Regions from separate parts of the Mus musculus genome. Here regions 2, 3, 4, 5 and 6 are each linked to region 1. A link is a contact called in public HiCAR-type, HiChIP or PLAC-seq, Micro-C and promoter capture Hi-C data. All regions are on one chromosome and are shown on one strand. The core of a region is the stretch at or near the end of the contact, and the rest is flanking DNA. Distances in the headings are between cores, read along the strand shown. Region 1 holds the start of Rab5a (RAB5A, member RAS oncogene family). Region 2 holds the start of Fsd1 (fibronectin type 3 and SPRY domain-containing protein). Region 3 holds the start of Ebi3 (Epstein-Barr virus induced gene 3). Region 4 holds the start of Zfp119a (zinc finger protein 119a). Region 5 holds the start of Tbc1d5 (TBC1 domain family, member 5). Region 6 holds the start of Pot1b (protection of telomeres 1B).

Region 1 (3,615 bases), core at 746-3,245:
TGAATTAGCTTGAAGAGGAGTTTGAGCTGGAACCTCGGAGCTTGAAGGCATTCTAGGCCTAGATTAGATTGTACAGAGGCTAGAAACTTCCAGGACCAGTCCTAGATTAGCCGACTGTGGCAGTATGCAGAGACAGCAATTACTTCAGGTAAATAAAGGATACTACTACCTAAGAGGGCAGGACATCCTCTTCTGAGAGCCATATGGTATAGAGACATATATTCAAGAAAACATTCATAAACATAAAATCAAATTTAAAAATGATTTTAAAGAAAGAGTACTTGAAGTTAAGGAGGAAAAGTCATGGTGGAATATGAGAGTATTTGGGGGAAAGGAAATTGGAAGGGTGGATTTGATCAAAGCATTCATGTCCGTGTGGTTTGTGTATAAAGGAAGTTTGTAGTGCCAGATGTATAAACTGAGGCCACGACTACTCAAAGGCATGCTTGTTTGAAGGGAAGGAAGGGTTTTGTTGTAGGTATGAGGGAAAGTACAGCCAGAGGCATCTGGAAAAATCCAGAGCTGGGAGAGAAAAGTGTAGACTGGACATGGCCATGGGGTGGGATGGGGTAGTGAGACAGGAAGACAAAGGAGCAAAGGAGGCCACAGGAGAGGGGAGCGGGAAGGAGAGAGGGAGAGGGAGAGGGAGGGAGAGAGAGAGAGAGAGAGAGAGAGAGAGAGAGAGAGAGAGAGAGAGTCAAATAGTAGGGTTACATGGGAATGAGAAACTAGAAGAGGGAAGCTCATGACTTGGAGAAGTTTAGGGTAGGAAGTGGGGTGAGAAGAGCCACAGGTACTGAGTAAATCAGAAGGCTAGCCTTGTGTTTTGGTATGCTAATAGGCACCACAGAACCTTTCTGACAGAGACAAGGAATGACTCTTTTGATAGAAACCAGTGCCAGAATTTAGGGGAGTGGAGTATTTGGACCTATGCGGATCAAGGGAACGTCTTAAATAGGTGTGCTGTGGGCAGCCATAAACATCTTGGGCTGCTGTTCATTGGAATCTTAAGAACTAGTGTTATGGAGCCGGCTGCAGGCTAGACTATATCTAACCTGTGATCGTGGCCAAATTATTTGCCTCCCTCATTCATTCCACAAACATGCCAGGACTCTGTGTGCTTATCAACTGTGCTTATCAATGGGTGTGTGTGTGTGTGTGAGAGAGAGAGAGAGAGAGAGAGAGAGAGAGAGAGAGATCACTCCAAAATGTTTACTACTTAGTTCAATGGGGAATTCCAAATAAACGCTAATTATTAGGATTTCCTCCTTTTCACTCAAAAAACAAACAAAACAAAACAAAAAACCACACACACAGGTAAACTCTCAATAAAAGCAAGTTATTCTTTTGAGGTTTGCTGTCTAAAGGCAGCTTTTGAATTTAAGGGTCTTAATTCTCTCCGAGATCACAGACACGCCCATTCTCGGAAAAGCAGGGCATTTCCAGAGCCACAGGAGCCCTCGCTCGCCTAAACCCCTTTACTGAGCTGCTGAAGTGGTGTGAGAGGCCTGTGAGTGAACCATCAGACCGAAAATCGCCGCAATGGGAAGACAACCCAGGCTGACAATGGCAGTGGGGACCCTGTCAGCTCCGATGAGACCCATAAAACGCAGGTCTGGCCCACGCCTCTCGGGTTCCCAACCCGCCGGCTTAGAGCGCCGCCACCCAGATAACAATGGTGGTACTGAGGGTGGAGCCCCGGGGAGGAGGAAGGCAGAGCAAGGAAGTGAGTAGGTCTGGCCCCAGGGAATTGGAGAAGACACGTGACGCAACCCCACGCCCCCCTCTTCATTCCTGACGCTCCTGCCTCGCCTTGCAGCCGGAGCCCAAAGATGTCGGTTCAGATCAAGGAGGCGTTAGAGAGGGCCGAACTATTCTCCCTTAGCGCACCCGGGGATGTCACGTGACTTCGGCCCCGCCCCCTTAGGAAGCCGCTGCCGGCCTCCTGGGAGGGGCAGCGGCGGAAATGACGTCACGGCGTTCTTCGCTGCGTGCGGCTACGTGGCGGAGCCGGCGGAAGCAGTTCCTGCGCTGGAGCCCGAGTGTTTGTGTTTTGGTTCGTGAGGAGCCGGGGCGGTCTGAGGGGAGGAGACCGAGGGAGGAGGAGGAGGAGAACGACGACGACGAGGAAGAAGTCCTCGGAACTCGAGCGCGGCGACTCTGGAGGAGGAGGAGAAAGGAAGGCGGAACGGAGAGGCGGAGACGCAGCCCGGCAGGGGCGGCGGCACGGCGGGCGGCGCTCAGAGTCCCGCGCCGGCCAGGGTGAGAAGAAGGAGCGAGCAGGCGACGCCGCCGCTGCAGCCGCGGCGCATCCGATCTCCGGGCCGGGCCGGGCCGTGCGTGGCCTCGCTGCCGGGAGACGCGGCCCAGGTAAGCCGCCGTCGGGGCGGGTCCCTGTGGTCCCGGGCCGGGCTTGGGGCCTCCAAGCCGCCGCGGGCCCTCAGCGCTTAGTGACTCATTCTTCTAGCAGCTTCGGGGCCTGGGACGTGGGGAATCCTCTGAGGGAGCGGCGGGTGGCACCCTCTTCCCTTCACAAGATGGCGCCGTGGGAAGAGCCTGGGGCCCTGGCGGTCTCCAGCCCGGTCTTTGGGGCTCTGTCCCGGCTACTGAGCCGGATCGCATCCGGGGTGACGGGGGTGGCTCAGGAGCGCGCCCACCAGGCCCAGCGGAGCTCCTGGCCCCGGCACCCCGGTTTGATTTCTCGGCTTCTTCCAGACAGGAACCCAGGCCTCCAGCAGGTGGGGATTGGGGAGCTCCGCCTACCTCTGACCGGCTTGGCCGGGCTGTGCGAGTAGTGGGATCCTCTGGTCCCTTCCGTGGGAGGTGGGAAGCCCGGGCCAAGGTGCGAGCAGGTTAACATCCTAACGCCTCCAGAAGTTTAAAGCTTTGACTGTCACTCTTGGCATATTAGTTTTTGCCTCGCCGAAATGGATTTAAAGTTCTGAATCAGTTGCCTTGCACGTAACTAATTAAAAAAAAAAAAACTGTTACATCTTCCAGAATATTGAGGTCTGCCCAGAATCGTTCTTAATGTAAAATTTGAACCCGTGGGGTTGTGAACAAAGTAGGCAGCACAACAGTGCCTGGCACAATTTAAGGGCTCAGTGCAATTTTTTTAATCAAAGACTTCCTAACTGTATAAAAAAACTATTTTAAAGATTGGAGATGCATATTATGCAAAAGTTTTCTTTGACGGAATAAAAGTACAAGTTATAAGTGCAGAACCTCTGTGCACTGAGCAGTAGCTTCACTGAACACCCCCAGCCCTCGCACTTAACATTAATACCATGTTCAACCTGTGTAGGTTTATACTTGGGCTTATTTCCGTTTGAGGTCTTTGGAAGTAAAAGATTTAGTAGCTTTGCACTTTAAAAGACACTGACTGTGAAGGCACCCCGCCTGTCATCCCAGCACTCTGGAAGCTGAGGTAGGTAGGATCAGGAGTCCAGGCCATCCGTAACCTATCCTGTGCTTGCCTAGGCGACAAGTCCCTGTCCCTCAAAAATGTGATCGGGATGTGGGGCAGGAAACAGTTTTTAAAAACTAAGTACAAAATTTTGTTTGTATTTTCTGTGAGAATCGATGTTTTCCCTGAGATTTTGGAAGTACCATAGG
Region 2 (3,615 bases), core at 621-3,120, 2.5 Mb after region 1:
ACCTTCCACCCCATGCCTCAGTTTCTCTCAAAGTATTCTACATCCAAAAGGGAGTATGCATTTATCTGTGAGTGTAGAGACTGGGGTGGTGGAAATGGAAACCTCTTTGAAGATTCTACAGAAATATACAAAGGATGCAGAGGAAAAGCAAGGGCAGAGTGTGAGACAGAGGGGTGGTGAGAGATGAGAGCCCAGGGCTCAGTGGGGTGGGCACTCTTCCAGAGCACACAAGGCCTGGGTTCCAACTCTAGCACCCCCTAACACAAACATGGTGGGGCACACCTGTTATCCCAACACAGTAAAGGCAGGAGGATCAAGACTTCCAGGGTAAGGCTGGAGAGATGGCTCAGCACTAAAGAGCACTGTTTGCTCTTCCAGAGGACCTGGTTCAACTCCCAGCACCCACATGGCAGCTCACAACTATCCATAACTCCAGTTCTAAGGAATCTAATACCTTCACACAGGGTAGCCTTGGCTACACGTGGAGTATAAGGCCAGCCTGGGCAACATAAGTTAGGAATCCCCTGTCTAAGTTCCGGGGTCTCAAGTCTTTCCCTTGTTGCAGTCTGCAGTTCTGGGCATGGGGCTAGGCCATGTCAGCAGAATTCTGTGGTAACTTTGGGGTCACACAGGTAATAACCATCAGTGTCACCGCTGTTGCCATTGTGCCGGGTGTGGTGCGCACACCTTTAATCCCAGCACTCGGGAAGCAGAGGCAGGGAGTCTCTTGAGTTGCAGGCCAGTCTGGGCTTTAGAGAGAGAGACCTCCTCTGGTAGGAAAATCAAGTCACCCTGTTCTCAGTCAAACCATAAGGGCAGCTGTAACTCCTGGTGGGCAGTGAGTGCACAGACATCCCCAGCCAATTATGCCATCTTCATTCCCGCTGGAAGGTTAGGACCTCTCTGTGAATGAAGTGGTCTTAACCTGTCCAGGCCAAGTCTGCCTCTTACAGGTTCTCATGGCCACCTGCAAGGTCTGGGCAGAAGCGGAGGCTTTGAGTGGTGAGTGGTTCTCACAGTCAACTTCCAGCCTCAGCCCCACTCTGGGGTCAGTGGCCAATACTGTAATAGTTGACCAAGAGAGTTGTCTCATACCCAATCACAACCATGACCTATTTTCTTAGGAGTGGGGGGAGGGCAGTGTTTAAAGACCCTGGGGTTGATGAAGCCCCAGGCTGGTGGTCCTCAACCTTCCTAATGCTTGAACCCTTTAATATAGTCCCTCATGTTGTGGTGACCCCCCACCCATAAAATTTTTCATTGCTACTTCATACCCATAATTTTGCTACTGTTATGAATCATAACGTAAATATTTTTGTTTTCCAAGGGTCTTAGGCGATCCCTGTGAAGAAGTCATTTGACCCCAATGTGGTTGAGAAACTCTGCCTCAGCCTTTGCCGGGCTAATAGCAGATGAACTCTTTAGATAAATATGTCTAGCCCTGAAGAGCAAGGGCTGGTAGAAAGGTTTCTAGGGGAAGATACAATCTGAGGCTTTGGGGGATGTATAGGACCTTGTCTCACTGTGCGACCATAATGGCTCTATTCTGGTTGGTTGTACAAGCAGTAAGTGGCAAGCATGTGGGCCACCGAAGGACAGCTCTCAGGGTAGGAAAGGGTGGGCACCCTGGGTGCCAATTTGAATAGCAAACCGGATCAATCTGAGGTGAGTAAGGGATAGTCCTGAGTTCACAAGACAGGATAAGAGGCCAAACTCAGATATCCTGCCTTCCGCCTGAGGGCTTCCTCATCCCTCCCAGTATTACACTGGGATAACCCAAGCTCCGGAGGAAGACAACTACATTTCCCAAGCAGCGCCGGTCGCTCGCGCATGCGTAGTACATGTAGTGATGGAGCGCTGAGCAGGGGGCGCGGCGGCGGAGGCGGCGAGGGCACGGAAGGCTAGTTGGCTGCTGTCTGCGTCCAAGGAACTTTAAGGGTTTGGAGAACCAGCTGAAGGGGACCCGCGGCCAGGCCAAGGCAACAGGGGGCTGCAACTATGGAAGACCAGAGGGTAGGACCTGGAGAAATGCAGGGATTGGGAACAGGGAGGGGACCAGGTGATGCCGCAGCGCCCCTCCCCCCGCACGGGCCGCCCGCACAGCGGCTCCTGTTAACACGCAGACCCCCTACCTCTCCTCCCCGCTCCTGCCCTCCCTCAGCATCTCGTCATCCTAGCCTGGGATCCTAATCCACCCCACAGGTCACCAACCCAAGCTACGCAGGGCCCAGCCCCACCACCCTGGGTGGGAACCGGCTTCTGGTGTCCTCCACCTGCTTTCCCAGAGGATCCTCCTCTCCTTGCCCAGTCCTTCACAAGCAAGACCTTCCAGCTGCCCAAGTGAAACCCGTCCACTTCCCAGGCGGACCCCTGCCTATCACGCCTCTCCCAGGAGAAGTTTGTTTCTCCATATACTCAGTTGGACTCTGGGACTCGCCTTGCCCAGACTACTCTCTCGGTGCAGCTCACCTTCAGCTTTAAAGATGCACCTACTGGCCTGGGTTGCTGGTGGTACACTCCTGTGTCCTATCCTCTAGAGGTAGAGGCAAGAGGTAGATGTTAGTTCAAGACTAGCCTAGGCTACACAGTGAGACTCTGTCTCCAAAACTGAACAAGGAGCTGTGGAGGTGTCTCAGTGGGTAAAGTGTTTGCTATGCAAATGTGAGAACCTGAGTTCAAGTTCCCAACGCCCACGTAGGAAGCTAGTTTAGTGTGTAGCTGCATACACTACAGCCCCAGCCCTAGGGACACGGACACAGGAGGATCCCTGGGGCTCGATGGCAGCTGGCCTAGACCAGGCTCACTGAGAAACCATACTCAAGTAATAGGTGGACATTGAGAGAGGAAGACAGCCAACATTGACCCCTGGCCTCCACATGCATGTGCATGCATACATATGTGCACACACACACACACACACACACACACACACACCCAAAGTCAAAACCAAATAAGCTCAGTGCTCAAAGTCTGTCCCTGAGAGGCTCTGTGGGCTCCAGTTTTCTTCTCTACTATGGGAATCTCACAGCCTCACATCAGACCTGTATTCCTGGAGGACAGCGCTCCCCCAACCTGCTGCCCCATGTTCCTTCTGTCCCCCAGGAGGCGCTAAGAAAAATCATCACTACCCTGGCCATGAAGAATGAGGAGACGCAGACCTTCATCTACTCCCTGAAGCAGATGTTGCTGAATGTAGAGGTGAACAGTCTGCTCCTGTCTGCAGATGTGGGTGCAGGGGAGAGGCCAGGAGGCACCCCTCTGTCTGCTGGGGACTCTCCACACCTTGGTTTCCCCGTCTGCATAGCCCTTGCCTTTTCTTTTGTGAGATGGGGTTTCTCTCTGCAGCCCTTGCTGGCTCAAGACTTGCTCTATAGAGCAGGCTAGCTTGGAACTCAAAGAGATTCACCTGCCTCTGCCTCCCCAGGGCTGGGGCTAAAACATGCATTACTGCTCTAGCCTCATGGTAGCCTCTCTCCATTGCAGGCAAACTCAGCCAAAGTCCAGGAGGATCTGGAAGCCGAGTTCCAGTCCCTCACGTCGGTTCTGGAGGAGCTGAAAGAGTCCATGCTGATGAAGATCAAACAGGACAGGGCCAGCCGCACCTACGAGCTGCAG
Region 3 (3,615 bases), core at 444-2,943, 2.5 Mb after region 1:
CCTGTGTGGCCAGATTACAGCCTTGCAGCAGGGAATAGAGCCACTGCCTTTGTCAGGCAAGTGATGGGAGCCACAGACAGACCAGTGGGGGTACAGACAGAATCCAGGCTGCTCAGAGCACCTCAGGCACACATCCCTGACTTAGCCATTACTCAGGTACAGAGGGTATATCTCACTATGGAAGGGTCTCTCTTCCTGTTCCCTTTCTCCCCATTCCCTACCTTCTCCTTTTCTTCCTCCCCTCTTACCTCCCTCCATTCCTTTTGAGGCAGGGTTTCATGTAGTCCAGACTGACCTAAAATTCACTATGTATCAAATGATGAGCTTGAACCCCAGATCCCTCTGCCCATTCCTCTCCATTTCTTAGGCCTACAGGAAGAGGCCCGGGAGCATGGCACTGTACCACAACCATCTCCTGCATGTCATTCAGGCGAGTCCCCCAGCTCCCAGCATTGCACTCAGTGCATGATGAGTGCATGACTGGGAGACCAGCTTAGGATCTGACTAGTGGTGCCCAGCTGACTCTGCCAATGGCGCCCTACACTCTGACTTTCTGAGTCCTGTCACCCTATACCTGGGATGTTGCAATTCTCTGCACATGTCACCTACACCCCAACCATCCCCCAGGAGTATAAACTCATTGACAAGAAAAATGGAACTAGTCTGGAGCACTGGGTAAGGGTGAAGATGGGGCAAAGAGGGCTAAAAACATAGTCTGAGCTTCTGGACCCAAAACATAGGTATGTTAATAAGTATGAATGCAATGCAATGTCTAAAGAAACCAGGAAACGGAGTTATGGCTCAGGGCGTGAATCCTATTTCTTTTATACCCCCAGGAAGGGGCTGGGGCTGGAATGGTGTATTTGAGGTCTTGGGTTCTCTTCCAATCAGTGCTAAAAGGTGAATAAATAATTACAGATGACTCTCTCACTCTTCTTCAATACTTTGGTTCATCTTGGGGTTTTTTGAGTTTTTTTTTCCTTTTGGTGGTAGCGTTCGTGTGTGTGTGTGTGTGTGTGTGTGTGTGTGTGTGTGTGTGTGTGTGTAAATTGAACTCAAGGCCCTAGACCCTCATCTATTATTATTTTTTCCTTTCTTACTTTTTTTCTTTTCTTTTATTTTGAGATGGCAGTCTCCCTGTGTATCTGGCTGGAGTTAAAATCACAGACATCCTTCTATCTCAGCCTCCCACATGCTAGGATGACAAATGGCTATTGTTATGCCTGAGCCTGAGTATTGTTATGCCTTTTTCTGTTCCTACTCCTGCCACTCCCCACCCCCCTGTTTCTAGGCAAACCCCCTGAATCCCCCAGGGTTCTGAGCTCTGTTGATGCTGAAGGGACACAAGTGACCTGGAGTTCCCAGAGACTTCAGCCTCTCCATGGGGGTTTCCTTGGGTATTCTGCACAGGTGTCTTGCACAGTTCAGTGTCCCTGGAGTTGGGGACAACCTGGAGGTGGTAGTTGCTCCTTGTTGTCTGGGGCCTGATGCAGCTTGGGTGAGATTGTAAGTGGTGAGAGGAACACTACCCAGTTTCTAGAACAGTGTCCCCCTGTCTCTCTGTCCCTCTGTCTCTGTCTCTCTCTCTCCCTGATTCTGTCTCTGTTTCTCTCAGTTCCCTCCTCTCCCTGTGCCTCAGGCCCCTTCCTGGGGCTTCCCCGTTGGCCATCAGCCGGAAGGAAAGCTGCTCAGTGACTTCTCCCTTTTGGGGCCCTCCTTCTACCTCAAGGCCTTTCCCCACACATACACACAGCAGCTGGTGACAGAATCAGGGTTCCCGTCACCATCATCATCTCCTGCCCCATACACTGGACAACTGAGCCACACTGGGCAGGTCCTTCCCTGGGGCCAGGTTCCCTGTGTGAGTCCCCTGTCCTTCACCCTCTCTCTGATGGGTCACTAACTCGGATCCAAGGAACAGAGCCACAGAGCATGTCCAAGCTGCTCTTCCTGTCACTTGCCCTCTGGGCCAGCCGCTCCCCTGGTTACACTGAAACAGGTAGGTGACCACAGGGGGACTGGGGCACCTGGGCGGAGGGAACTAGTCCTTCCCTTTCAGTTTAAGGTCATATCTACCATCAGCTGGGAACTCACACCTATACCCGTTGGACCTGTTCTCCTTCTACTACAGGGATGGGGAAACTGAGGCATGAAGCCTCAAAACCTCATTTATCCAGGCAGAGGCACCCTTGAACTTAGACATTTGTGGAGCTAGACAGTTGACTCTCAGAAACCCGAAACCTGAAGCCTCACCTTTGTGACTCAGCAGCTGTAAAAGAAAAGAAAACGAAAAAGAAATGTAGACAATACTGGGTATAGTGGGGCACACCTGCCATGAAGCTCTCAGGAGTTCAGGGTCATCCACAGTCACATAGGAGGAAGCCAAGTATCAAGAGATTCCAATGTCCTGATCCACTCAGGGTAGGAGGCAGCCTAGGCCCCTTGGGAACCTGCTTCTAAAGCAACAGAACAAGTGTGGGGTGTGGGTAGTCTAGGGAGTTCTTCAGAATCCACAGTTCAAGGCCAGCCTAGGCTATGTGAGACCCTCCAGAAGGAGGAAGAGGAGGAGGAAGAAGGAAGAGGAGGGAGATGGAGGAGAAGGAGAAAGGAGAGAAGGGAAATTAGAAAAAAAGAAGAAAAAAAAAAAAAAACCTCAGGCCAGGCAGTGGTGGCACACGCCTTTAATCCCAGCACTTAGGAGGCAGAGGCAGGTGGATTTCTGAGTTCCAGGCCAGCCTGGTCTACAGAGTGAATTCCAGGACAGTCAGGGCTACACAGAGAAACCCTGTCTCGAAAAACCAAAAAAAAAAAAAAACAAAAAAACAAAAAAACCTCAGTTTTCTCATCTAGAAATTGAGCTAAGAACCTTGGGGTTTGTAGTAAGTATAGGAGCTCATGCTTCCATGCATAACAGGTCCTACATGGCCTACGGAAGCTCCTGTTCCTTTGTCTCCTCCAGCTCTCGTGGCTCTAAGCCAGCCCAGAGTGCAATGCCATGCTTCTCGGTATCCCGTGGCCGTGGACTGCTCCTGGACTCCTCTCCAGGCTCCCAACTCCACCAGATCCACGTCCTTCATTGCCACTTACAGGTCAGAAAATGGAAAGGGTTTAGGAGGAAGCCAAGTATCAAGAGATTCCAATGTCCTGATCCACTCAGGGTAGGAGGCAGCCTAGGCCCCTTGGGAACCTGCTTCTAAAGCAACAGAACAAGTGTGGGGTGTGGGTATTCTAGGGAGTTCTTCAGAATCCACAGTCCCCAAGTCCCCCTGAGCATATCACCCCCTGAGCGTGACCCACAGTCAGCTGTGGGTGAGCTGGGGCCTCACGGGCACCCAGGTTCCTTTCGAGATTCACCATGGTGCTTCCCATGCAGGCTCGGTGTGGCCACCCAGCAGCAGAGCCAGCCCTGCCTACAACGGAGCCCCCAGGCCTCCCGATGCACCATCCCCGACGTGCACCTGTTCTCCACGGTGCCCTACATGCTAAATGTCACTGCAGTGCACCCAGGCGGCGCCAGCAGCAGCCTCCTAGCCTTTGTGGCTGAGCGAATCAGTGAGTGTCTGTCCTCCCTGCCCCTCTCCACCTGCTCCATCCCGTGGCTCCTCCCTGCCGCCG
Region 4 (3,615 bases), core at 521-3,020, 2.4 Mb after region 1:
TGTATAAAATGAAACATTTAACTGGGGCTGACTTACAGTTTCAGAGATCCAGTCCATTATCATCATGGCAGAAAGCATGGCAGCCTGCAGGCAGACAGGGCGCTAGAGGAGCTGAGAGTTCTAAACCTTGATCCAATTGCAACCAGGAGACTTTCTTCCACAGGCAGCTAAGAAAAGGCTCTCTACACTGGGTGAAGCTTGAGCTGTAGCAGACCGTAAAGCCTACCCTCTTAGTCACACTCTTCCTCTAACAAGGCCACACCTCTTCCGATGAGGCTCTAACCTCCTAATAGTGCCACTTCCCACGGGCCAAGCATATTCAAACCATCACAGGCTCCTAGTCTAGCAATAATTCAAAATGTAATTATTCTCATTTCAAAGATCTCCATATTATATCACAGTCCCAACACTGTTTAAATGTCTAAAGTTTCGTCGAATACTAAGGGCAATCTCTTGACTTTGACATCATATAAACTCAAAATATACAAATTCTATAAATCAAAATAAACAAAAAGTATAACTTCTCAACATGCATGGGCTCAGAATACACTTTTCCTTTACAAAGAAGGAAAGATTGGACCAAGGCAACCCTGTGGGGCATAAATCAAATCATATAGGCAATGAGAATAAGAGCATTTTTGTGACATCTGAACAGAAAGAGAGAGCAAGATTAGAAGGAGAATACAGAGTGGAACAACTTAGAAACCATAGATAACATAAAAAAAAAAAAAAACAACTATGAGAGCAATGTACAGAATGCAGAGGGAAGAGAAAAAAAAAAGAGCTGCAGAGAGCAGAAGGAGCAGGCAGACTTCTCCTTACTATGGGACAGAACAGGTCTTTTCTAACTAACAAGGAAGGTTTGGTCTTAGTAAATAAAGAGAACAAAGCTTTACTCCTCTACACTAACTCCTCTAGAGGGGTTACAGGCTTCCTTAAAATAACCTTCCCTAACTTGTCTAAGAAGAAATTAAACAATTGGAGGCCTGCAAACTCAGGTTTAAGTGTGTATCTTTTCTCTGATTGCTCGCTATTATCCCTTGTTTCCCTCCCCACCCAGTTCTCTCAGAGAACCGGGAAAACCTGCCTGCACAGTACTTCCTGGGAAAGAATAGAGATCAACAGAACATGAGAGAAAATTTAGAAAGAAAAGAAAAAAAAACACACAACTAAAATAGAGTAAATGTTGATGAAAGAGGCCAGGAAACCCAGTGAGCCTGGCCTTACTAACACACGTTACTGGACGGTCAAGGCATCTACAAGTCTGTGTCGATGGCAAACACTTTGCATCTGCACAGAATTAACTGCGGACGGATCATACATCAGAACCTCAGGTGCCAAGTGCAGAACTTGTAGAAGACACCGGAGAAACTAGGGTTCTCCATGTCAGCACATCTGCCTTCCCTGGACACAGGAAAAGCAGCTGAGGCGCTCACTGCATGGTGACGTCAGCAACAAGGATGTTTTCACTCCAGGACCCGCGCCCCACACTCTGCGCAGGCGCAGCCCGGGATCGAAGTCAGACGTCCGGCTTCCGCTCCGGAGGTGCAGGGACCTCAGGTGAACAAACGCAATCACGCCGGGCGGCGAGTCTGACCGCCGGTTCCCGCACCCCGGGAGGAACCCCACACAGTCTCCCAAGGCTCCTCCCCGCGTGGGGACGGCGGCCCCGCTCACCATGGCGTGGAGACCGAGCTCGCCCCGCTCTCCTCACAGCTCCCGGCAGCGGGTGGCAGACCAGGACACGGAACCACAAGAGCCTCCCTCAGACCCGAGCCCGAACCTTTAGTATTAGGGAACGGAAGTGCTCTCCCCATTCTGGCTAGCGGATCCATGCGGCCGTGATTGGCTAGTAAGGAATGAGTGACAGCTCCCCTAGTCACCGAGGGCTGTGAAGTATCACAGCACAGTGGTTCCCAGTCCTGGTGTCCGCTCAGGCACAGAACTGTCTCAGACGCGGAGAGACAGGCATTGCCATAGAACTTGCGCCTGTTAGCGTACAGGCAGGTCCACAAGCCTACTCTCGGGGACCTAGCAGAGACTTCTGTCATCAGATGCCATCACCTGCCGATGCCATCAGGCGCGCCCGGTCTGTTTCAGGATGAATGTATCCACCCACCAGCCACCGGAGCTCTCTCCCTACTCGGCAGGCCGTCTCTCTGTTCCCGGTGTGCGCTCCTTTCTCTCTCTGCCTGTCATATGCCCACTTCTCTGCCTCTGTCCCTTCGCCAGGACCTCAGTCCCCCAACCCCCACCCCCCAATAAAGCTTTTTTACACCAGATGCATGGCGTAATTTCTCAGGACACACTTCAGCTCGATCTGCCAAAGCTACTTCACCTCACTCCATTATGTTTCCTAACAGCAGGACTGCACAGTCGTCCCTGCTCTGCTGCACTCAGGAGGCTCCTTAATCTAGGCACAAGGTCTCTAGCATACACAGATCACTAAACAACCTCAAGTGGAGTGATCCACCTGCCTCACAGCCAAAAGAGCATCCAGACTATCCAGGTCAAATTTAAACCTCCTGGTTGATATTCACCAGGCATCATCCATTTTTAAAAAGACTCATCTAAATTGCTCACACTTCTTTCAGCTAAACACTGGTAGCCAAAACACTAACACATTCCCAGCCTTTAGTGGTTGCACTGGCTCATTATGCCAGCACTTGGGAAGTGGAGTCAGGACATCAAAAGTTTAAGCCTAGTAATTCCAGGACAGCCAGGGAGGATACACAAAGAAATCCTGTCTCCAAAAAAAAAAAGTTTAAACCAGCTTGGTCTATGAACCCAAACACCAACTATTCTGGCCCCCAAAGGGGAGGTGACCAGGGTGTGATCAAGTGACCATAGGTGTGTGGGTTCATTTCTGGGTCTTCAATTCTGTTCCATTGATCTACCTGCCGGTCTCTATACCAATACCATGCAGTTTTTATCACTATTGCTCTGTAATACAGCTTGAGGTCAGGGATAGTGAATTCCCCCAGAATTTCTTTTATCATTGAGAATAGTTTTCATTATCCTGTTTCGTTTTGTTTTACTTTTTTTGTTATTCCAGATGAATTTGCAAATTGCTCTTTCTAACTGTGTGAAGAATTGAGTTGGAATTTTGATGGGGATTACATTGACTCGGTAGATTGTATGGGGCAAGGTGGCCATTTTTACTATATTAATCCTGCCAATCCATGAGCATGGGAGATCATTCCATCTTCTGAGATCTTCCATTTCTTTCTTCAGGGACTCGAAGTTCTTGTCATACAGATCTTTCATTTGCTTGGTTAGAGTCACACTAAGGTATGTAATAGTACCGTGACTATTGTGAAGGGTGTCATTTCCCTAATTTCTTTCTCAGCCTGTTTATCATTTGAGTACAGGAAGGCTACTGATTTGTTTGAGTTCCTTTTATATCCAGCCACCTTGCTGGAGTTGTTTATCAGCTGTAGGAGTTCTCTGGTAGAATTTTTGGGGTCACTTAAGTGTAATATCATTATCATCTGCAAATAGTGATATTTTGACTTCTTCCTTTCCAACTTGTATCCCTTTCATCTCCTTTTGTTGTCTAATTCTCTGGCTAGGACTCCGAGTACTTTATTGAATAGGTAAGGAGAGAGCGGGCAG
Region 5 (3,615 bases), core at 723-3,222, 2.3 Mb before region 1:
TTTAAAATATGTGCTTCAAATACCAAGAACACACTGCCCAACTGAGGCTACACTTGAAGATATCAGACACAATGATTTTGCCAATCGAAGAAACTTTCAACCAGCATTACACACGAACCCAAGATTCCGAGCCTATGCCTTAATAAAAACTCAATGAACTGGGAAGCGAGTCTTTTAAGAAGTACGCCAAACCATTTTAACAAAAATAAATAAATAAATAAATAAATAAATAAATAAAACAAAAATGTGGTGCAGGCACCACACAGCATACAGAGCACACAATTTGTACTTCTTTTCCTTCTCCTGGAATCCAGCGTTGGTTCACTCTACTTCCCCCAAGCAAACTTTATTAGTGCACCCTGACACTGAACTTTCCTATCAGGCCACCTCTTCATTCCAAGGGGTGTGTGTGTGTGTGTGTGTGTGTGTGTGTGTGTCCGTCCTTCACAGACACGTAACTTCATTTCTATACACAGAAGATATTTACACCTTTTGTATTGAACAAGGTCTTGTCCATCACCACGTGAGAAATGCAGAATAACAAGTTGTATCAGTTACCACATCCACTGAATTCCTATCACATTTTTAACAAGAACCCAACCCCCAGGGACTCAGGTTTGATCAACGCTCTCTATCCCACTGCAGCTGCCCTTTCCATTCTATTTCGGACACCAAGGAAGTCCTGGAAATAGAACTGAACCAAAGACGCATAACGGAAAAGTGAGTTTCTTTCCCACTGTATTCCAAGAGTTCTTTTCCAATAGTGCATCCTGTGCCACAGCACACTAATAAGAGGTGGTTTGTGGACTACACTGTGATGGACTACGCGTACAAAAGCCCTAGCATTTCAGCACAATCCACCTCAGGCAGTTTAGCATGTAACCTGCATAGTAAAGTTTCAGTCCAGTTCAGAATTGAGAAATGGGGACTCTGCAGAAAGTGATGGGGGGGGGGGGGTGGAAGTTGAAGGGTTATAAAAGATGTAACCTTCAAAAGCTGTTACCATTCTCAAGCGCTGAATTGGTTAGTAAGTCGTCCTGAAACTATTAGTAACTAGGAGTGACCAAACTCTAGGTCGCATATCTGCACAGAATGTATTGGAAGAACAGTACATTTCCAGGAAAACAGAGGGGGCAGGGGGAACTCTCCCAAGTCGTTCTCCTCGGGTCCTGCCAGGCCTCGAACTGACAGATGCCGGCGTGACTAACTTAAGTAGCACTAAGGCAAATTAAGGCAGGAGAGGGTTTCTCTCCTCCGAGGCTGCTCGGCTCCGGGCTCCAGCCGCCTGACTTCCGGCCTGGGAAGGAAACGTGCAGCCCAGGGCTGAAAGAAACAGGGAACCGGCCAAAGAGGAAGTAGAGCTGGCTGAGCAGCTCGGCAATGCCCGGTAGCTGCTTCCCGAGCTCGTCCGGGAGCGAGGACCGAACGGGGACGGGGACTGGGACGAGCGGGCTGAGAGAGGCTGCCTCGCCCGTGTGCGCGCTCGCCCTTCCGCCCGCTCGCCCGCCGGCCCGCAGCGGACCGAGCCCCAGCCCGCCTCCCTTCCCAGCCCGCGCGCAAGCCGCGGCCGGCGGCTCGGGCCTTCCCTGGCGGCGGGACGGGGCCCAGCGAGGCTGAGGGGAGGCCGGGGAGGGAGCGACGGCTGTGCAGCTGCCCGGGGAGGCTGACGGGGGAGGCGAGGCGCTTTTTCACCGTTAGCATCGTTATGTTATTTTTTTACCTGTAGCGCAGCAGGGCTCCCCAGCTCCTATTCCCTGAATCCTCCTCCCCTCCTTTCTCTCTCTCTCTCTCTCTGTCAGTCTCTCTGTCTCTCTCCTCTCTTTATCTCGCTCTCTCGCTCTCTCTCTCTCTCTCCCCGTCAGTCTGCCGGGCTCTCGTGGAACACGCCGGGCCTGGCCCGACCAGCAAGAGAATGGGGCGGGAGGTGGCGGCGGTGACCAGCGGCCACGTGACCACGCTCCCTCCGTAACGGCGTCCGCCTCCTGCTGCGCGCCCTCCCGGCGCTCCACCTCTAGTAACCCCGCGCGCCCGGGGACCCGTGCGCAGGCGCGCGCCCGGGCCTGGGACGAGCCAGCGGGTGAGCCGCGGGTGACCCGCGCTCTGGGAGCCTGGTGTCTTGGGGGATAGGTCGGGGTGAAGAGGGAAAAGGGGACGCCCGAGACCAATGGAGCTGCCTGGGCCATGCCGATGCGCATGCGCGCGGGGCCTCCCTACAGTGGGAGCCGGCCTTCTGCCACAACCCGAGGTCCCCCACTTGCCACCAGCTTCCCAGGGTGGGACTGGCATCGAGGAGATAAGTCAGGCCTGGGAACGTCCTAAGAATCTGGCACTCCTGCCTCGGATCGCACAATTTCCTTGTCTCCTGTAAATGGCCTTCCCTTCATCCTTGGTCTACAGCTGTACAGACTGATGACAGATAGGTCGTGCCACCCAATTTTGTAGGGACTCACTACCTCTTTGTGAAGACCTTCTTTGTATGAATCCAGAGAGGTGCTGTTTTTTGTTTTGTTTTTTTAGCAACCCCACACCTGTAAAAACACACAGGTTTTATCTTCTCAGACCTCGAATCTAGACTAATGACTAGTCATTAGATAGTTAATCTAATGAATGACAATTTTGGCAAATGACTAGACCCTGGTTTTACCGCCCTATGCCCCTGCTTAATCCTGACTTAAAGTTGCATTTAACCTCCAGCAATGGGAGGCTGGTATTTTCTTCTTCAATAAGAAAGTGGTAAATAGCTCATCTGAGTTGGAGAGAGAGAAAGAGAGATCTCTTATTAATCTGTCTTTACAAATAGCGCAAAAAAAAAAAAAATCAGTTGTTATGTTCAGATTATGGAAACCAAAACAGAGGTCAGAAAGTTAGCTAGCTTCCAAGGAAGGCATACCACACTTAACACAGTGATTCTCTTTTTTCTAATGCCCTTCTCACTGTAGCAGAAATTGAACAGGTTGAATAGAGTAAGCTATTAAAAGTTCTGGCTAAACTCATGATTACATTAGTCTCATGAACAGAATCCTAAGAAATAGGAAGATGCATCATGCTGTATTTGGATATTGCTCTCCCAGCTAGCAATACAGCAGTCAGCCACATGACTGGTATTCTACAATGTATAGTGGACTTTGTTCTCCGGCACCGAAATATCTCACCGCAGACCCTCATCTCCTTCCTGAAGTACTGACTATGCTGGTGTTACTGGGACTGTAGAGGTCCTTCAGTGTGGTCACCAAATGACAGGAGAAATCTCTATCCCCTCTTGGGACGCTTAGTCTCATAAATAGCATAATTTAAGAAGGGACCGAAGGGCAATTTCATTAGAGATGAAAAGAACATCTCTGAAGACTATAAAGCTCAGCTGCTTCTCAGAGATGGATAAAAGAAGACAGAAAGCAGCCATACCATTTGTGGTGATTAAATAAAAATCGCCCCCGTAGGCTCATGTGTTCGAATGGTTAGTCACCAGAGAGTAGAGTGATAGAAGGATTTGAAGGTGTGGCCTTGTCAAAGGAAGTGAGCTTTTGAAACCTCAAAAGCTCATAGTGGGCCCAGTCTCTCAGCCTACAGATCAGGAGTAGTTTTCAGCTGCTTCTCCAGCACCATGTCTACCTGCAT
Region 6 (3,615 bases), core at 643-3,142, 2.2 Mb after region 1:
TGTCCCCGTGAGATATACATATAGAAAGTTATCTATTTCTACAGTATAAGCAGAAAGCTAAGCAGAAATGTAGCACACATACACCTCATTATTACCTTATTAAGGTCTAATCTTCAAAGCAGCTGCTTAACTTCCAAAAACTGAAGAAATAACAGTTTTTTCCCTAAAATGGAGAGAAAAATAGTAAAGATGACTGCTTTTACAAACTATATACATTTTTTATGCAAAAGTTTGAATACAACTGAAAGCCTTTGAAATGTCTTATCTTTTAAGAAAGTTTTCAGGATACTGCCAGAGTAGCATCAACCCTAACAAAACACATAAAGTCACTTAGAGGTTCTGAGAAAGGGTTCTTCTCACATATGACTGACTACCTGAGAATTACTGTCCCAAAGGTCTCTGCTACAGCCTCATCCTGCATAAAGCCCACTGCATACACACAACACACAACACACACACACACACACACACACACACACACAAACAGAACCTCTCTCTGTGCAAGCCTGTGCTGCTAATATCTATGGCTGAGGATTACAGCAATCTTCAGCAAGCATGCTCACTTGCCTTTAAAAACTTGCACTGGCACAGTACTCCTAATATACTCATACTGAACTATGGGATGTGTCAGGCAGTCAGGATATTCGATTCCCTTTCTTAATCTTTAGAGAACCTTTCTCTGAATTTCACTTGGACCATACTTTTAGGAATTCAATATAGCATGTTCTAATAAATATTAAGTCATCTGGGGAAAATCTGAGGAAAAAAATATGTAAGATTCATAACTTAAGTCTTATTGAAGATACAGAAAGTGAAGTTCATTAATTTCCCAAAGTGTTTTTTCTCAACCCGGTAATACAATCTCTCAGCAAAATAAAATGTTGTTTTAGAAACCAATTACAATTTAAGAAAGAAAAAATTCTTAATGTGAAATGAAAAACTCATAAACTAGGACAATGAGGGCAAGTCAATACAAAACAAAAAGTTCAGTTTAGTCTCTGCCCCACTGTCAACTTCGGAAAATAATTACCTAGTCAAAAGTACAGGCATGATAGTGTTTTATAACAGTTCCTTTCAACTTCTCTTTTGGCTTTCATATTAAAACTTTCTGTCTCACACACACCATGGACTCTTGGTAAACAACCATATGGGTATTTCTTAAACAACAGATTAAAACTCATATGAACCTCATACTAATAAAGTCACTATCCACTTTTCAAAGAAAAAAAACAGATTAAAAGTAGATCCTACATTAATACTCTTCAATATTACTAAAGAAAGCAAAAAACAAAAAAAAAAAAAACTGAAAACAAATTATACTTTGGCAAAACGATGCTTTTTGTGTCCTCAGCAGGAAGTATCAGCTTGAATCAAAATACTTTTAAAAGCCAGTTTTCCGACCTGTTGCACGGCATAGTAGTAGCCCGTTCCTTTAATCCTAGCGCTCTCTCTGTTCACTGTGCACCAGGTTCATGCTTTTCTTCTGACACTTGTCACCTGGGCAAGTACCTGAAGCCTCTGAGGCTCCCAATAACACACACACACACACACACACACAGCGGGTTATCGCTGCCGCCAACGCATAGCGCACACACACAGACACACACACACACCCCTGAAGCTTGAGGTCTCCCTGAGAGAGAGGATGCCGAACACAGCGGGTTATCGCTGCCGCCAACGCATAGCGCACTTTCTCTACAACTACCCCAAATGTGGTTGCAAACGACCCCTCATATCATCCAGGGCCCGACCTCCAGCGATTACACCAAGAACTCCAACACCCTAGCGTTCAGTACCTCACAGAACACCGAGGATCCCGGCAACTTTTTCAACCTGCAGAGACGCGACTTCGACTTCCGGAGCCGTGGGACACACGCATGCGCACTCCAACCATTCCGCCCGCTTTTTGCTCGTGCTTCCCATAACAAAAGCGAAAGGCAGGCGGGGCCTCGGCCAAGCTCCTCCCAGTTGGTCCCTGCAGAGTAGGAAGCCTGCTGCTCCTCTTTCCACGCCCCTAATGGATTTTTCTGGGGACTAGCGGGGGGGGGGGGGGGGGGGGGAGAACACACTGTTCAAAGGATAGTAACTGGCTTGAAAGAGTCCTAAATCCTGTAGCCAATTGGAACCCTATTCCGAGTGAGACTCCAAATTCTATTTTGTTGAATAAATGGATCAGAGGCAAAACCCTTTGTTAATCTAAGTTAAGCACCCAAATGCACTTTTACACGATGTAAATAGACGAAGATAACAATGTTGTTTTGTTGTTTTTTTAATCGCAATTTAGGGCTATTATGCTATTGCCAGGCAAGTTGAAAAATACCAACAATCCTTTGTTAGTCTGAAGATTTATCGTTCTTTACTATATTTTTGAGTGATGAAAAATTGTCATGAGTTTAGAAACTTTGTAATGATTAATTTCAGAATATAGAAAGCTGAACAAGAGTATGTAGGCTTATATCGAGTGTAAAAAAATTAATTAAAAATTAAATTTTAAAAAGTGTGTAGGCTTTAAAAGTTTATCACGATTATTTGGAGTTATTTGGGAACCCTTTGTATCGGGTTAAAAGGCATTTTTAAACACAGAATAACTTTTTTATCTTTCACAAAATGTTCCACTATTAGTTTAAATTGAGTCTACATCTATTCATTTTACCCACCCACTTTTTTCAGGAAGTGGGGAAAGTTTTGAAATTCCATTGATGAAAATGAAGGTCTTTTGTTCATTCTTTTAAACTACATGCAACATTAATGGCACTGCCTATGTTAATTGTAACTGTTAATCTTTCTCCCTTAAGTTCATCAAAGTTCATCAAAGACTGAGTGCATTGACAAAAATGATGGGATTGTATGCATTTATGGTAGGATGGAAATGATCTCCATTGTTCTATCAATAGAAAAAAATCAGTTAAAGGTATCTTTCCCATGACTGAGAAGAATATTTCCATGTACGTGATTTCCATGTAATTGAGTTAAAGAAATTCAGTGTGATTGGGGCACATTCCACCTATAACATGAAGTCAGAATTTGGCACAATGGAATCGAATATGTGAAGAAAACCAAATAAATTGGCATTGCTACTTACGTTCCCATTAAAATGATATAAATGGGACGAATTTTGAAGTGAGTATATTAGACTAAAAGGAGACTTAAAATCAAAATGTACTTCTTTAGTTTGTTATTTATGTCTGCTTATCTATGCTAGTGTCATCCATATTAAAACTTCCTAATACTACCCACAGTGGTCTAATAGAAATGTTAATCAACTCCTCTCTATTTTTATATTAGAAATTATATTTTGCTTTTTATTTCTGACAGATAGTCTTTGTATCAACCCACTGGTTCTTCGGCAGAAAACTCCCACTGTTTTTGCTGCAGTTAGATTTAAGCATAAGTGTGTTTCAGATTGTTCAGAGATGGAAGGCAATATTTTCTAGTATATCTATAGCAGATATGTCAAGATTTTCTGTCTGTGTACAGATTTCCTGGAAATTCTTCCTAAAACCACATAAGAAAATATGTGCATCATTTCCTCTGGCAGAAATCACAAAATCAGAGGGAAGACTTGATGAAGTCAGTTCTGTGGTTGACTGAGTAGTAAACAAGATAAAAATGAAA

The links. Promoter capture Hi-C pulls out the DNA fragments that hold promoters and counts their contacts. A called contact is a pair of places that touch in the nucleus more often than the background predicts. HiCAR-type assays count read pairs that join an accessible place to other places. HiChIP or PLAC-seq counts read pairs in DNA pulled down with a chosen protein or histone mark.
Region 2: a HiCAR-type map of astrocytes shows a contact between it and region 1, with 8 times the contacts expected there. The contact joins the promoter of Fsd1 here to the promoter of Rab5a in region 1. A contact is called at or near these places in 2 of 115 datasets of contacts at active chromatin or transcription factors (astrocytes and epiblast stem cells).
Region 3: an H3K27ac HiChIP or PLAC-seq map of embryonic stem cells shows a contact between it and region 1, with 8 times the contacts expected there. The contact joins the promoter of Ebi3 here to the promoter of Rab5a in region 1. A contact is called at or near these places in 2 of 39 promoter capture datasets (embryonic stem cells and liver), 2 of 484 Hi-C or Micro-C datasets (B cells and cardiomyocytes) and 5 of 115 datasets of contacts at active chromatin or transcription factors (embryonic stem cells, extraembryonic endoderm stem cells and stem cell-derived neural progenitor cells).
Region 4: an H3K27ac HiChIP or PLAC-seq map of embryonic stem cells shows a contact between it and region 1, with 7 times the contacts expected there. The contact joins the promoter of Zfp119a here to the promoter of Rab5a in region 1. A contact is called at or near these places in 2 of 39 promoter capture datasets (the 3T3-L1 cell line and the C10 cell line) and 2 of 115 datasets of contacts at active chromatin or transcription factors (embryonic stem cells and neural progenitor cells).
Region 5: a Micro-C map of embryonic stem cells shows a contact between it and region 1, with 12 times the contacts expected there. The contact joins the promoter of Tbc1d5 here to the promoter of Rab5a in region 1. A contact is called at or near these places in 7 of 39 promoter capture datasets (the C10 cell line, cranial neural crest, embryonic stem cells and 4 more), 1 of 484 Hi-C or Micro-C datasets (embryonic stem cells) and 2 of 115 datasets of contacts at active chromatin or transcription factors (astrocytes and large pre-B cells).
Region 6: a contact with region 1 is called in a promoter capture Hi-C map of pre-B cells, with 4 times the contacts expected there. The contact joins the promoter of Pot1b here to the promoter of Rab5a in region 1. A contact is called at or near these places in 13 of 39 promoter capture datasets (the 3T3-L1 cell line, 3T3-L1-derived adipocytes, the C10 cell line and 7 more) and 2 of 115 datasets of contacts at active chromatin or transcription factors (astrocytes and large pre-B cells).

Annotation. Positions count from the first base shown.
Region 1 is chr17:53,477,239-53,480,853 of GRCm38.p6, forward strand. Rab5a (RAB5A, member RAS oncogene family) reads left to right here and starts at 1,996. Exons shown (of 6, transcript NM_025887.4): 1 at 1,996-2,370.
Region 2 is chr17:55,984,641-55,988,255 of GRCm38.p6, forward strand. Fsd1 (fibronectin type 3 and SPRY domain-containing protein) reads left to right here and starts at 1,871. Exons shown (of 13, transcript NM_183178.2): 1 at 1,871-2,013; 2 at 3,103-3,198; 3 at 3,484-3,615. The coding sequence starts at 1,999.
Region 3 is chr17:55,950,930-55,954,544 of GRCm38.p6, forward strand. Ebi3 (Epstein-Barr virus induced gene 3) reads left to right here and starts at 1,694. Exons shown (of 5, transcript NM_015766.2): 1 at 1,694-1,999; 2 at 2,960-3,089; 3 at 3,374-3,552. The coding sequence starts at 1,933. It also overlaps a transcript of Zfp119b not described here.
Region 4 is chr17:55,877,183-55,880,797 of GRCm38.p6, forward strand. Zfp119a (zinc finger protein 119a) reads right to left here and starts at 1,771. Exons shown (of 4, transcript NM_144546.6): 1 at 1,678-1,771. The coding sequence starts at 1,680.
Region 5 is chr17:51,177,380-51,180,994 of GRCm38.p6, forward strand. It overlaps Tbc1d5 (TBC1 domain family, member 5), which reads right to left and starts at 1,973. Exons shown (of 22, transcript NM_028162.4): 1 at 1,721-1,973.
Region 6 is chr17:55,710,744-55,714,358 of GRCm38.p6, forward strand. Pot1b (protection of telomeres 1B) reads right to left here and starts at 1,893. Exons shown (of 17, transcript NM_028370.2): 1 at 1,797-1,893; 2 at 96-163.